2 separate regions of the Mus musculus genome follow, and region 1 is linked to region 2. A link is a contact called in public HiChIP or PLAC-seq data. All regions are on one chromosome and are shown on one strand. The core of a region is the stretch at or near the end of the contact, and the rest is flanking DNA. Distances in the headings are between cores, read along the strand shown. Region 1 overlaps Nfil3 (nuclear factor, interleukin 3, regulated). Region 2 has its middle 36 kb from the start of Gm33315.

Evidence for each region. HiChIP or PLAC-seq counts read pairs in DNA pulled down with a chosen protein or histone mark.
Region 1: an H3K27ac HiChIP or PLAC-seq map of regulatory T cells shows a contact between it and region 2, with 6 times the contacts expected there. The contact joins two enhancer-like sites. A contact is called at or near these places in 1 of 15 datasets of contacts at CTCF or cohesin (CD8 T cells), 5 of 484 Hi-C or Micro-C datasets (the N1E-115 cell line, Th2 cells, bone marrow-derived macrophages and 2 more), 14 of 115 datasets of contacts at active chromatin or transcription factors (CD8 T cells, T-cell acute lymphoblastic leukemia, bone marrow-derived macrophages and 10 more) and 2 of 9 other capture datasets (adipose tissue and liver).

The regions. Positions count from the first base shown.
Region 1 is chr13:52,966,290-52,972,286 of GRCm38.p6, forward strand. Nfil3 (nuclear factor, interleukin 3, regulated) reads right to left here. Exons shown (of 2, transcript NM_017373.3): 2 at 920-2,732. The coding sequence starts at 2,577. The coding sequence ends at 1,189. It overlaps Gm40950 (a long non-coding RNA gene), which reads left to right. Exons shown (of 3, transcript XR_873402.3): 3 at 648-899. Among named protein-coding and RNA genes, the nearest start is that of Nfil3, 12 kb to the right of the region's middle. Within about 2 kb of position 2,757, at least 8 of the 459 cell types and tissues checked have an H3K27ac peak or open chromatin away from gene starts, as enhancers often do. A contact at or near this core is called in regulatory T cells, where this site is marked.
Region 2 is chr13:52,790,535-52,796,125 of GRCm38.p6, forward strand. No RefSeq gene overlaps it. Among named protein-coding and RNA genes, the nearest start is that of Gm33315, 36 kb to the right of the region's middle. Within about 2 kb of position 2,512, at least 71 of the 459 cell types and tissues checked have an H3K27ac peak or open chromatin away from gene starts, as enhancers often do. A contact at or near this core is called in regulatory T cells, where this site is marked.

The DNA of each region.
Region 1 (5,997 bases), core at 1,507-4,006, 180 kb after region 2:
AAACTCAGACCCAAGAAAACCCCACTAATGGAGAATAATTAAATAATCCAGTCCCCCAGTCCAGGGGCGCTCACCGTCTCTACCCTTGCCTCGCTCCCCTGGGCTCCATGGGCAAGTGTCCCAGGCCCTTGCTATGCTTCTCGTTAGGTTTGTAAACATGATTATTGGTGCGTGTGTGGGTGGGCGGGGATCAGTTTTCTCTCATTCTGGGGAAGCAACTACTCCACAGTAAGTAAAATGTAGAATGCCTGTGTTGTGATGGTTTGCCCAGAGAGTGAGACTATTTGAAAGTGTGGCCTTGTTGGGGTAGGTGTGTCACTGTGGGTGTGGGCTTTAAGACCCTCATCCTAGCTGCCTGTAAGCCAGTATTCTCCTAACAGCCTTCAGATGAAGATGTAGAACACTCAGCTCTGCCTGCGCCATGCCTGCCTGGATGCCGCCATGCTCCTGTCTTGATGATAATGAACCTGTAAGCCAGCCCCAATTAAATGTCCTTTTTAAGACTTGCATTGGTCATGGTGTTCATTGCAAAAAACCAAAAACAAACCCTAACTAAGATAGCCTGCTTGTACCTTGTGTGTGTGTTAGGTCAAAAATCGATGTCCAGTGTCTTCCTTAATCAATTTCCACCTTATTTTTTGATTCAGGCCTTTCACTGAACTTGAAGACTTGAAGGATAGGCTGGAGCCGGAGGGATCTTCCTGTATGCTGTGTCCCCGACTAGTCTCCCTTCTCTGAAGATACAGGTGTGTGTGCTGGTACACCTGGCTTTTTATATGCACGCTAGGGAAACCGGATCCTCCCGGTAGTTTGGGAGGTGCCTTACCCCAACTGAGGCATCCATCTCCTCAGCTTCTACCTTAAGAAACCCCAGTGGCCTTTGCTTTTCCCATCCGATCAAGTGGAACAGAGCCGGAGCTGTGCTTGCCACCAATCCTTTATTGAAACTGGCAACATACACACTTTATAATAGAGCAAAAATAACGTTCAGTATGTACAGCCTCTGTGGGGGGCTATCTGACTACACGCCAGGCAGAGTGAGGGCATCAAGTCTTCAGCGCGTGCACACAAGGACACCCAGACAGACGCCGTTGTGCACACTACAGTGAAATGACTTTAGAGGTCCAGTGGAAATTCAGTATGGTACCAACAGCCTCCTCCTCCATGCATAGCTCGGTCAGCAGCCATTTACCTGGAGTCCGAAGCCGAGATCGGTTGTGTGGCTATGAATCTCTTGAGCGAGACCACCTCTGCAGATAAGTTTGCTATTCCCTGCTTCAAATACAAATTCTCAGCTTCGGAAACCTTATAGCCACCGTCTTTGACTTCCACCACACCTGTTTTGAAGCTACTCTGAGTTTTGCTGCTCAGTTCTTTGTGATGCCAGTGTTCCGATTTGAGGGACCAATCTTGAATGTTCGTCACCTGCACTGAGAAAGGAGGGAGGGAGGAATGGGCCATACCCGAGGTTCCATGTTTCTCCAGGTCAAAATGTCTTTTGGCGATCGCATCGGCGGGTGAAGAGAGTTTCTGCATGCCTTCAAACTCGCTGTCCAAAGCCTCCACTTTGACCTGCATGGCCTTGGCTTTAATCCGAAGCTTGTGCGGTAAGGCAGAAGGGTTCACTTCCGGAACCTTCACCACCGTGGCGTGGACCCGTTGCAGCTCCACTGGAGAATGGATGGGGCCCTTAGGGACCTGTTGTTCGTCTTCCCCATCAGAAGACTTGCCCACTACACCCTCATCGGCCTCTGAGGTTCTTGGGGAGTTGCTAGTGGACCCATGGACCTGCAAGAGGGGTGGGGAGTGGGAGTAAGTGGAGAAAGAGCTTCCCATGTAGCTCTGGTAGATGGAGGTGGAATACGTGCCCCGCTCCTCCCTGGCCTCCCTGGCAAAGCTCTCCAACTCCACGGGCTCCTGCTTGATCACAGGGAACTTGTTCTCAGGGCTCCGGCAGCCTCCCTGTGCGGGGCTTTCCTGAGTGTGCTCCACCGAGGACACCTCTGACACATCGGAGAGCGAGCTCTGGGGAGAGTGCTTGATGACTGAGATGCAACTTCCGGCTACCATCGCAGGCTCATGCTCGTCCACAAAAGAGCTCACGGCAGCCTTGGATGTCTGGTAGTCCTGAAAGTAGACAGCTGTGGAATTACTGAGTTTCTGGATTTCTTGGGCATACGCCGTGGAGCTAATTAAACCAAACTTTAATTTCAGGGAGAGCAGCTCAGCTTTTAAAGTGGCATTTTCTTCTCCCAGGGCGATCAGCTTGTTCTCCAAAACCAGGTCATTGAGGCGGCGCTTCTCCCGAGATCTTTTGGCAGCTTCGTTGTTTTTCCGCCGTTTCTCCCAATACATGGCGTCTTTCTTCTCGTCCGGAATGAATTCCCGTTTTCTCCGACACGCCGAGGATTTGTTTTTCCCCATGCTCCCTTCGTTCAGGAGCAAATCTTCACCTGAGGCTAGGTCCTCGGCCACCTCAGCTAAGGCAGAGTTCAGCAGCAGCATCTTGTCTGAGCTGCTGGTAGGATCTAGGGGTGCGGGCTCCTTTTTGATGGTCTGCATTTTTCTCAGCTGCATCAGAAAGGACCTCCTCGTCCTACAGACCGGATGGAGGAGACAAATCACTTCCCCAGTCTTCTTTCAGGTCTTAAGGACTTCAGCCTCTCATCCATCAATGGGTCCTTCTGTTGTCCGGCACAGGGTAAATCTGTCAGGAGCCTTTCATGGGTTATCTGCAATAAAGTAGATCACAGTGAGTCCCTTGGGCAGCTGTGTGCTAGCAGCTGTAAAAGGGGGTGCTGTGCTGAGCAGTCAGCGGGTACTGGTACAAAACAGCTCAGGTCTTTTCTTTAAACGGGGGAAAAAGATGTAAATACACAAACCCTTCTACTTCAGTGGCAAAGAACCTCTTTGCCTTGGACTATGTGGTCCAGCAGAGAGAGGAGTGCTGTCATTCATCCCTTCATCCCACCCTCCCTCCACCTACCCAGACTTGGACCCATGCAATCCTTTCGTCTAGTCCTATGCATCCATCCATCCATCCATCCATCCATCCATCCATCCATCCATCCATCTATCCATCCATCCCTCCCTTCCTCCTGCCCTCTCCTCTGCTCTGGGTCAGATAGAGGAAAGCTGTGTTTAACAGAGATAAAGGGCAAGTGCAGGATCATACAGGGTGATTTATCACAGGGAGGAAATGACAGACAGCCCTACAATGGTGACCAGAACACGAGTGCTGCCCTGCTTCAAAATGACAATAGGTAACTTGGCTCTGCCAAGGAAGTGCATACAAGAACTTGGCTGTTAACCTGCTGTCCCACCTCTGAGGGCCTGGTGCTCCCCAGTCTGCCCTGGGAATTCCTCTGGCCTTACCATTAAGCTGCTACCCTTATAGGAAGTACTTGCACTTATAAAATTCAAAATGCAAGGCCTTTCAGGCTTACCGGCCAGACTTTCAGGATTGACAGCCACAGTGCTTTATGGGGGTCCTAAAATTCAGCATAATAGACTTCAGTTATTTAGTCCTTTTGCACTAAAACAGTTACTATTCAAGGGGACTTTTTTTTTTTTTAAAACACAGCTCTCTTGAAAGTTAAGATTACTTCAAAACCAGAGAATATAATTATGGAAAGACCTTCTTTCGATCTTACTAATTAGTTTCAAATAAAATATAAGAACCGAAAAATAGAATCATCAACTGTTTTTCACTCCGAGTATATTTATAATATGAAATGGGTTTCACTTTGTGCTCGCGAGTGTGTGTGTGTGTGTGTGTGTGTGTGTGAGCGAGTGTGTGCATGTGTGTGTGTACCCATGTGCACGCTGAGGGTGGAACCCAGGAGAGTGCTAAGTAAGCGTTCTACTCTAGGCTTTGCCACAAGACAATAAATCCTTTCCTGGCGCTTTTGGATCCCATAGTGCCTCCATAAAGCAAAGGTACACACAGCCCACACACATCATTACTCTCTGAGGTGTCCTTCCTTAGGCTCTGTCACCTTGCCTTTTGACATAGAGTAGTCTCTCTCATGGCCCAAAATTTGCCTCATAGGCTAGGCTGGCCGGCCAGTGAGCCATGGGACCTTCCTGTCTCCATCTCTCCATCTCCTCAACTGCCAACTGTGAACCATGATATCCAGCCTCTTTTAAATAAATGGGTATGGAGATCAGGTCTCCATGTGTGTGTGCCAGATACCTCAACGGCTAAGCCATCTCTGCTCTCACTCATCGAAGCCTGCTTGCATTTTCTGTCTTTTCCCCAGTCCCAAGAATGTCAAGGTCATACAAGGTTCTGCCCATCCAATTGGGCCACCACCACAGGGAGCAGCTCCCCAACTCAAATGAAGCCCAAGGGCCACTGACAGCGTGCTTTCTGACAACGACACCCCGTCAGACACCACTTCAAGGATGGAGACATTGCAGACCAAAAGACAGCTTGTCAACCTCTAATCAAAAATACAATCTCTTTGCGGGGCAGCCAAGGCTACTACACAAAGGCTATCCTGTCTTGAAAAACCAACCAACCAACCAACCAACCTGGAAACACATCCCTCCACACAGTACAGGGCATGCTCCTCCTCCTGCTGCAGCTGGCGTGCAGTCAGTCACTCCGATGGGGTCCTCGCCCTTAGGTGGAACTGAGCTGCAGCCAAGAAAGATGCAGACCCTGGCCTTTCCTGTTGTGGGCTTCAAGTCTCCACCAAGCCACAGGTACTAGTTTTTAAATACCACACAGTCGCTTCCACGCTATTTTTCTGAGGTATTTTTTCCCCTCTCCATGTGCTTGTGTTTTCCTCCACATACTTATCTCAGTTCTTCTTTAAAACCCAGTTCTTCCTTAAAACATACACTGTATGTCATTTACACAGTTCACCATCTGTGAGCTACTCTCCCCACGAGTCTCCACATCAGCCAAGCTCAGAGACATTTTTTAACTGTGGATCACATGTCTGTGTGGATCCAGTTAGAGTATATGTGTGTGTGTGTGTGTGTGTGTGTGTGTGTGTGGTGTGTGTTAGTCATGACAGGCCACCATGGCCAAGCTGAACAGGTAGCTGATTCTATTTCACCACAAACGACCCATGGCTGGGGAGATGACTCAGATGATAAAGCCCTTGATTTACAAGTCCAAGAACTGGAGTTTAATCCCCAAAGCCTATGAGAAAGTCTGGGAAAGGTGGCAGAGACTATAACCTCAGTGTTGGGGAGGTAGAGACGGAAGGATCCCCAGGGCTCACTCCCTGGCCAGTCAACCTAGCCTACTATGTGAACTCCAGGTCTATGAGAGAAAACGTCTCAAAAACCAAAATGGATAGAAATCGGAGGAACAACCCTGGAGGTTGCACTCTGGCCTCCATACACACATACTTATGTACCAGTAGGCGCATGCGGTCACACATACCTATGGATTTCTAGGTCACCGAATAAGGAACACCTACTGTGTACTGAGCACAGAACTAGACTGAAGATTCTAAGAGTGGGGAGGTTGTGCAGGCTGAGGGCCAAACTGCAGAGCACAGACAGGACAGAGACAAATGCTCGGACATTGATCACGGTGGGACCTGAAGTGTGGATCCTGCTGACTCCACTCACACCAGATAGATGTCATTTATTTGGACATTTGCTAAGTCGCAGGCACTGGGGACATAGCCTACCTCATGTGCCCCCTTCAGCATCGTCAGAGGTTCGCAGACACGAGTGGCATCCAACACTCCTGTGATAGCCAACCTGAGACCTCCACCTAGCCTGGACCCTCACAGATCCTCTCTACATGCCACCTTTCAGTCCCAGACACACACAGCGTCCACCTCTCTTAGGTATGAACCTCAGATATGTAATAATGAAGTGATTCTAGGGACAGGAAGGAACCATGGATCTAGCTAGAGCTTACTCCACAAGTTGGCTACACCAAGAAGGACTGTCCGGAGCTGCCCTCAGTGGGTGTGGGCTATTTTACAGCCAAATTTTAATCTCCTGAGAGTTGAACCTATGTTGAAA
Region 2 (5,591 bases), core at 1,262-3,761:
GAGGAGGGAGAGGAGGGAGAGGAGGAGGAGGAGGCCAGTCCCCACAATCCCGTTCAAGGACACTCCATTGGTGGCCAAAGGAGACCTTCTGCTGGGTCCTACTTCCTAAAGATTCCAGCACCTCCAAACAGCACATCTCCTTAGAGCAAACCTTTGCTCAACCGGTCTCTGCGAGACATCTGAGCATTAGGATCTCATTTGTACCAACCAGCCCTTCCTGAACCAGTGAGCACAGAGCACCAATGGCTACACTTATGAATCTGTTCTGACTGGCTGAGCCATGCGGCTAACGGACTGCTTCCAGGCAGAAGGCAGTCTTCCTTAGTGCTCCATCCCACTGACTGCTGAGCATGACAGCACCACATCAGCAGCCGGTCCATTAACACTGTGACCCAGTCAGGGGCTGTCCCGGTGAACAAAGTCTCCTTAACAATGTTGTGGCTTTACAGTGTGACAGGGGAAAAAACACCTATTAGCTCAAGCCACTCAGACTGTGTCAGTGCAGTGTCCTTGGCGGTATATCCTGACTTAATAGAAAAGCCCCTGCCACTTGGCAATGTTTTAGACCAGAAATTCTGCACTGGGAAACATGAAAGTGCCAGCACACACTGCAGTTCCTGGCACAAACCACCAGAGGATGGGTCAGATCTACAGAGTATGTAGGGAGGAAGGTCAATAGAGCCACGGTTCTCAACCTGTGGCTCCCAACCCCTTTGGGAGTTCAAACACATCTACTGCAGAAAAGCCCGAGCTGTTTCCACAACCACTCAGACCCAATGTCTCCCCCAGCCCCACCCTGTCTTAGTCCAAGTGAACCTAAGAATAGACCACCTTCTGGGCTGAGTCTGATGGGGAAAGGAGCAGGTTAGGGTTCCTAGGTCAGGTGGGAAGGGCAGCTCCTATATTGAAGACCTGTTATTCTTCTCCCATTGAAATTCTGTACCCTATGTCCTAAAAATGTACCCTCCTATAACAGACCCTGAGAGCCAGGGAGAGATCACCACCCATTCTGGAGAACCGCTCTCCTAGCCTTAGCCCAGCCATGGAATCAGTGCAGGGAGAAAAGGCATCTTGGGTCAAATTTCACCACTTATTATTATTACTATTATTATTATTATTGTGGAAACTTCTGGTTTCTTTGGAAAGCCAGCTATGTCAAATGATCTTTTGCTGAAGCAGACACAGACGAAAAGATGGTTTGCTGAAGCAGACACATGAAGAAACATTTTGCTGAAACAGACACAGGTGAAAGGATGTTTTGCTACAGCAAGCATGTGGCAGGGAGCTTGATGAAGAGCCCTTCGCTAGACACGTGTGTATTGGTTCGCCTTATGTTTTGTTGCTGAGCTCCATGTTGTGACTCTATAGAGAGAGAAAAAAAAAAAAAAAAAAAAAAAAAACCTTCCGGAGGTGCTCTAGCAGCTTCTTGCCACTCCTGATGCCTGTGAACTGAACCGATTATTTCCTGACGATGCAGATTGGATTTGCTCCAAAGGACTATTTCTAAACAGGTCCACTTCCCCCGTATCCTAATAACCTTTCTTTTCTACTACCTATGGTGGGTGGTGGGCTAAAAGGGAGGTTAGAGCATTTTAGAACTGTTATTAAAAGTAGGTTTTGAAAAAAAATCGAAGCCTACAAATAATAATAAATAATAAATAATAATAATAAATAAAAAAAGACAGAGGTGTGCTTGCTCTCTGAGCTGCAAGGTCCCTTTCTATCATCCACTCACAGAGCCTTAAAGGGCAGTAAGCTCCCAGAGCAACCATCCTGACCACCACCATGTAGGAATGAAACAAGGAAGCCAAGAACACATTTAAGAAACCTTCCGACGAGGTACAGAATCTCTGAGAGAGAGAGAGAGAGATTGAGAGAGAGAGAGAGAGGCCCCGAAACCGGAAGCAGATGCAAATAACGGACACAGCGGTCATCCAATGTGCTCTGATTCTAAATTCTATACAGAGCGGCATTTATTGCCATGCAGAGTGGGCTGACTTCATAGACTGACAAAGAGTGGAAATTTAAAGAAGCAGCAGAACTCTTATTTTAGTTAGTTTCCTGGAAAAGCAGGACACAGGGTACAAGGTACAAGGAAGACCCTGATTGGTTGCTGTCCGTGATGTCAGACTCCGGATCCAGCCAATCAGAAGTCAGAATCTTTAGTACAAAACTGCTGGCTGTGATGTTTATTGATAGAAGGTTCTGGACCCTCTGGGGACAGAGGGCCTTGCAGGGAGGCTGAACCAGCAGAAAGCCTTATGTAGCCCAGGCTGGCCTCAAATTTGTTACATACCCAAGAATGCCCCTGAACTTCTAACCTTCCTTCGTCCACTTCCCAGTTGCTGGAATGACAGGCATACACCGCCACATGCAGTGCAGGGAATGGACTCTGGGCTTCGTGCATTGCCAGGCAAGCATTCTGCCAACTAAGCTACATCACAAACCTCTGTGGCTCACTCAAACCTGCACTCTGACAAGTGATCTGGGCCTGGCCTGGGTGTGTGGGCTGACTGTTCTTAACCTGAGCCAGCCTAGAAGAGTGAGGGAGGCAAATTATAGTCCTGAGCTGTGTCCAGCCCACTATCTGTTTTTGTAAATAGGTTTTCTTTCAACATAACCACATCTCTTTGCTCAGTGGCTACCTCTGTGTGTCAAGGGTGGAGTTGGAAGCGTCTGGTAGAGACTGCAATGGTTTACAAAGTTTGAAGTCTTTAACCTTTATAGAAACTTGATACTTTCTCATTTTAAAAGTCCATCTACCTGAGAGAAAGGCCCTGGCAGCTGCAAGGACCACCACCCTGTTTCACACCTCACTCCTGGGGACAGGTGCTTCAGGGAGGCCTGCTGTCATTTACCAGTCAATGGGCCTTGGAAGTCCAATAGAGCACTCTGCTAGCCTAGGTCACCCACAGAGCTGGACAGTGAAACATGGCAGCCTTAAGCCTCTACACTCAGGAATGCTTTATAAAGGGGATAACTAGGACCTACTCCCCAACATGCATGCAAGCACGCATGCACACACGGTGTGCACGTGAACGCACACACATACACACACACGCACATGCACACACACACACACGCACATGCCCAGTGGCAGGGGTCCCTAACTGTACACTCATCTGGTTTCTGACACTGTCCGGCTACACTGAAGCACAACAACTTAGTTTTTCCGGAGAAATGCCGTCAGTCATACTGAAACTGCTTTCAACCACAGACTTCTGTTTCCTTCACCTTGACTGTCCCCTTCCTCTCTGCAGCACCGTGACCGCACTGTGCTCTGTGGGTTTGGCCTTTTTAGTGACTCTTACCACTAATAGAAGAGGATGCTACAATCCCCCCCTCGCCCCCAAGGTGGGAACTTCTCAGCCTTTGTGAAGCTGAAAGGCCACCTGAGTGTCTTTCAGATCAGCAGTATCTGGCTCTAGATTCCCGGGGTGTCTTTAAGGAAAGGTGCCGTCATGAAAATCTTTCCATGTTCTAACTGTGTGGAGCACCGTGTATCAAGGGCAGCAGCTTAGTGGTTTTCTCACTGGGAAACCACCAACTATTTCATTCCTCTGGGACAGTAAAAATCTGGACAAATTACTTACATTCCCTCTGGTACAGCAACATGGCCTCATCCCCCATGTCATGGACATTCCTGCAGAGGCTGGGAGAGGGACGGCTTTCCTCCATCAAGGGGTCTTTTTCCCCCAACCAAGGTGCCCATCTGTGCCCTAGTGCCTGGAACCTGAAGATGTATGTCATATTAAACGGTGAACAAAAGGGACTTTGCTGGTTTAATAGGACTGAAAACTTTATAATAAGGAGTTTGCCAGTGAGTCTGATTTGGCATCAGCCTGGCACAGCTGGTGATATGAAGAAACCTGAAGAGGGTGGAGCTTGCTCTGTTTGGGCTCCTGTACCAGAGTGGCGTAAGCTGGAGGGCTTTGTGAGCATCCGTGGTGTATTGCTTCCTTCTCGGAAGCTGAGAAGGGCCCAGGTCAAGGAGCTAGAAGAGTCCATGTTGGGAAGGGTTAGGGTTAGGGTTAGTCAGGCCACTCCCTGACTCCATGATGTTCTTTCCCACTGTGTCCCCACCCTAACCACCACCCAGGTGCTGGGGAAAGAGGCATCTCTCTGAGATCTCTTTCATAAGAAATCACAAACCCCATTCATGAGGTGCACCATTATGGCCTCTCACATCTCTTGATTTTTATGTATGCACCTGAATACCAGAGGAGGATATCAGACCCCATTCCAGATGGTTGTGAGCCACCATGTGGTTGCTGGGATTTGAACTCAGGACCTCTGCAAGAGCAGCCGGTGTTCTTACTGTTTGTTGAGCCATGTGGTAAAGCTCTGCTTCCTAATGCCAGGGCTGAGATCTCAGCATACGTGGGCTGGGAAGTAGGTGAAGGGCTCGCCCACTAAGCATGAGTGCTGGAGTTTGGAGCCACAGCACTGTTGTAAAAAGCCAGGTGGGGCAGGCTAGGTCTGTAATCTCAGCACTGGAGAGTCAGAAGCAGAGAGACCCCTGGGGCTCATTGCCAGATAGTCCAGCCAATGGGCTTCAGTTTCAGTGATAAACAAAACCACTTGATGAACACAGATACCTACCACACATAAGCATGCCCATTTGAGAGAGTCACATTCGGCCTAGAGCGGGGTGTTTCAGAGAACCTGGAACTCTTGTCACCTGCACTGGTTCAAAGACTCTATACAACACAAAGATAAGCTGAGACAGGACCTGGCTGGAAGTCCAAACCACGAAAGGGTTCCCTTTGACAGGAGCTGAGAACACTTCCCTATGCTCAGAATCTCTGAGTGGGAGGGAAGTCTCCCGTCCTCTGATCAGAATGTAGGAATAACACACAGTGTCTCAGTCAGTATCCTCTCCCTCAGAGGAAGTCCAACATGCAACAGTGATATGGGAGGCACCCTTAATTCTTGTGACCATGAGGTTGTCTCCAAAGAGTGAACTAGAAGAAGACAAAATATAGTTCTAGAGAGGATAGGCCAGGCAGGACATGGACATGCCCCTGAAGTGTGCCTACCCATTTTGAACTGCTTACTAAGCCATTAGCGCTGTTCCACAAGTTCTCATGCCACACTGAGTATAAACATCCCGTGAGTGATGAGGTGACTGCGCCATGGTGGAAAGAATCAGCCCATTTTTGTAGACTCTGTGCCGACCCCTACGTCCTAGGGATATTCATCAGCTCAGCAAAGACTATGTCAGAATTACTCAGCTCTCCTCTGCTCATGTCCACCCCTGTGAGATCACATCTCTACTACTTCCTCAAGCCTTGACCTTCCTTTTCCATCCACTCTCTGCCACATGTCTCTGGGACCCTGCAAGCAGGCTTCTCTCCACACTGTGTCTCCTTCCCCAACCTTCTGTTGCCCCAAGAACATGGGCATAGCACAGGACCACGGAGGATAAGAAGAACTGCTTGCTTACACCAGGGGCTCTCAACCCGAGCGTCATGATCCCTTTGGGGCTCAAAGGACCCTTCACTGGCGTTATCTAAAACCATGGGCAAACACAAATATTTACATTATGGTTCATAAAATAGCAAAATTAGAGTTATGAAGTAGCAGCAAAA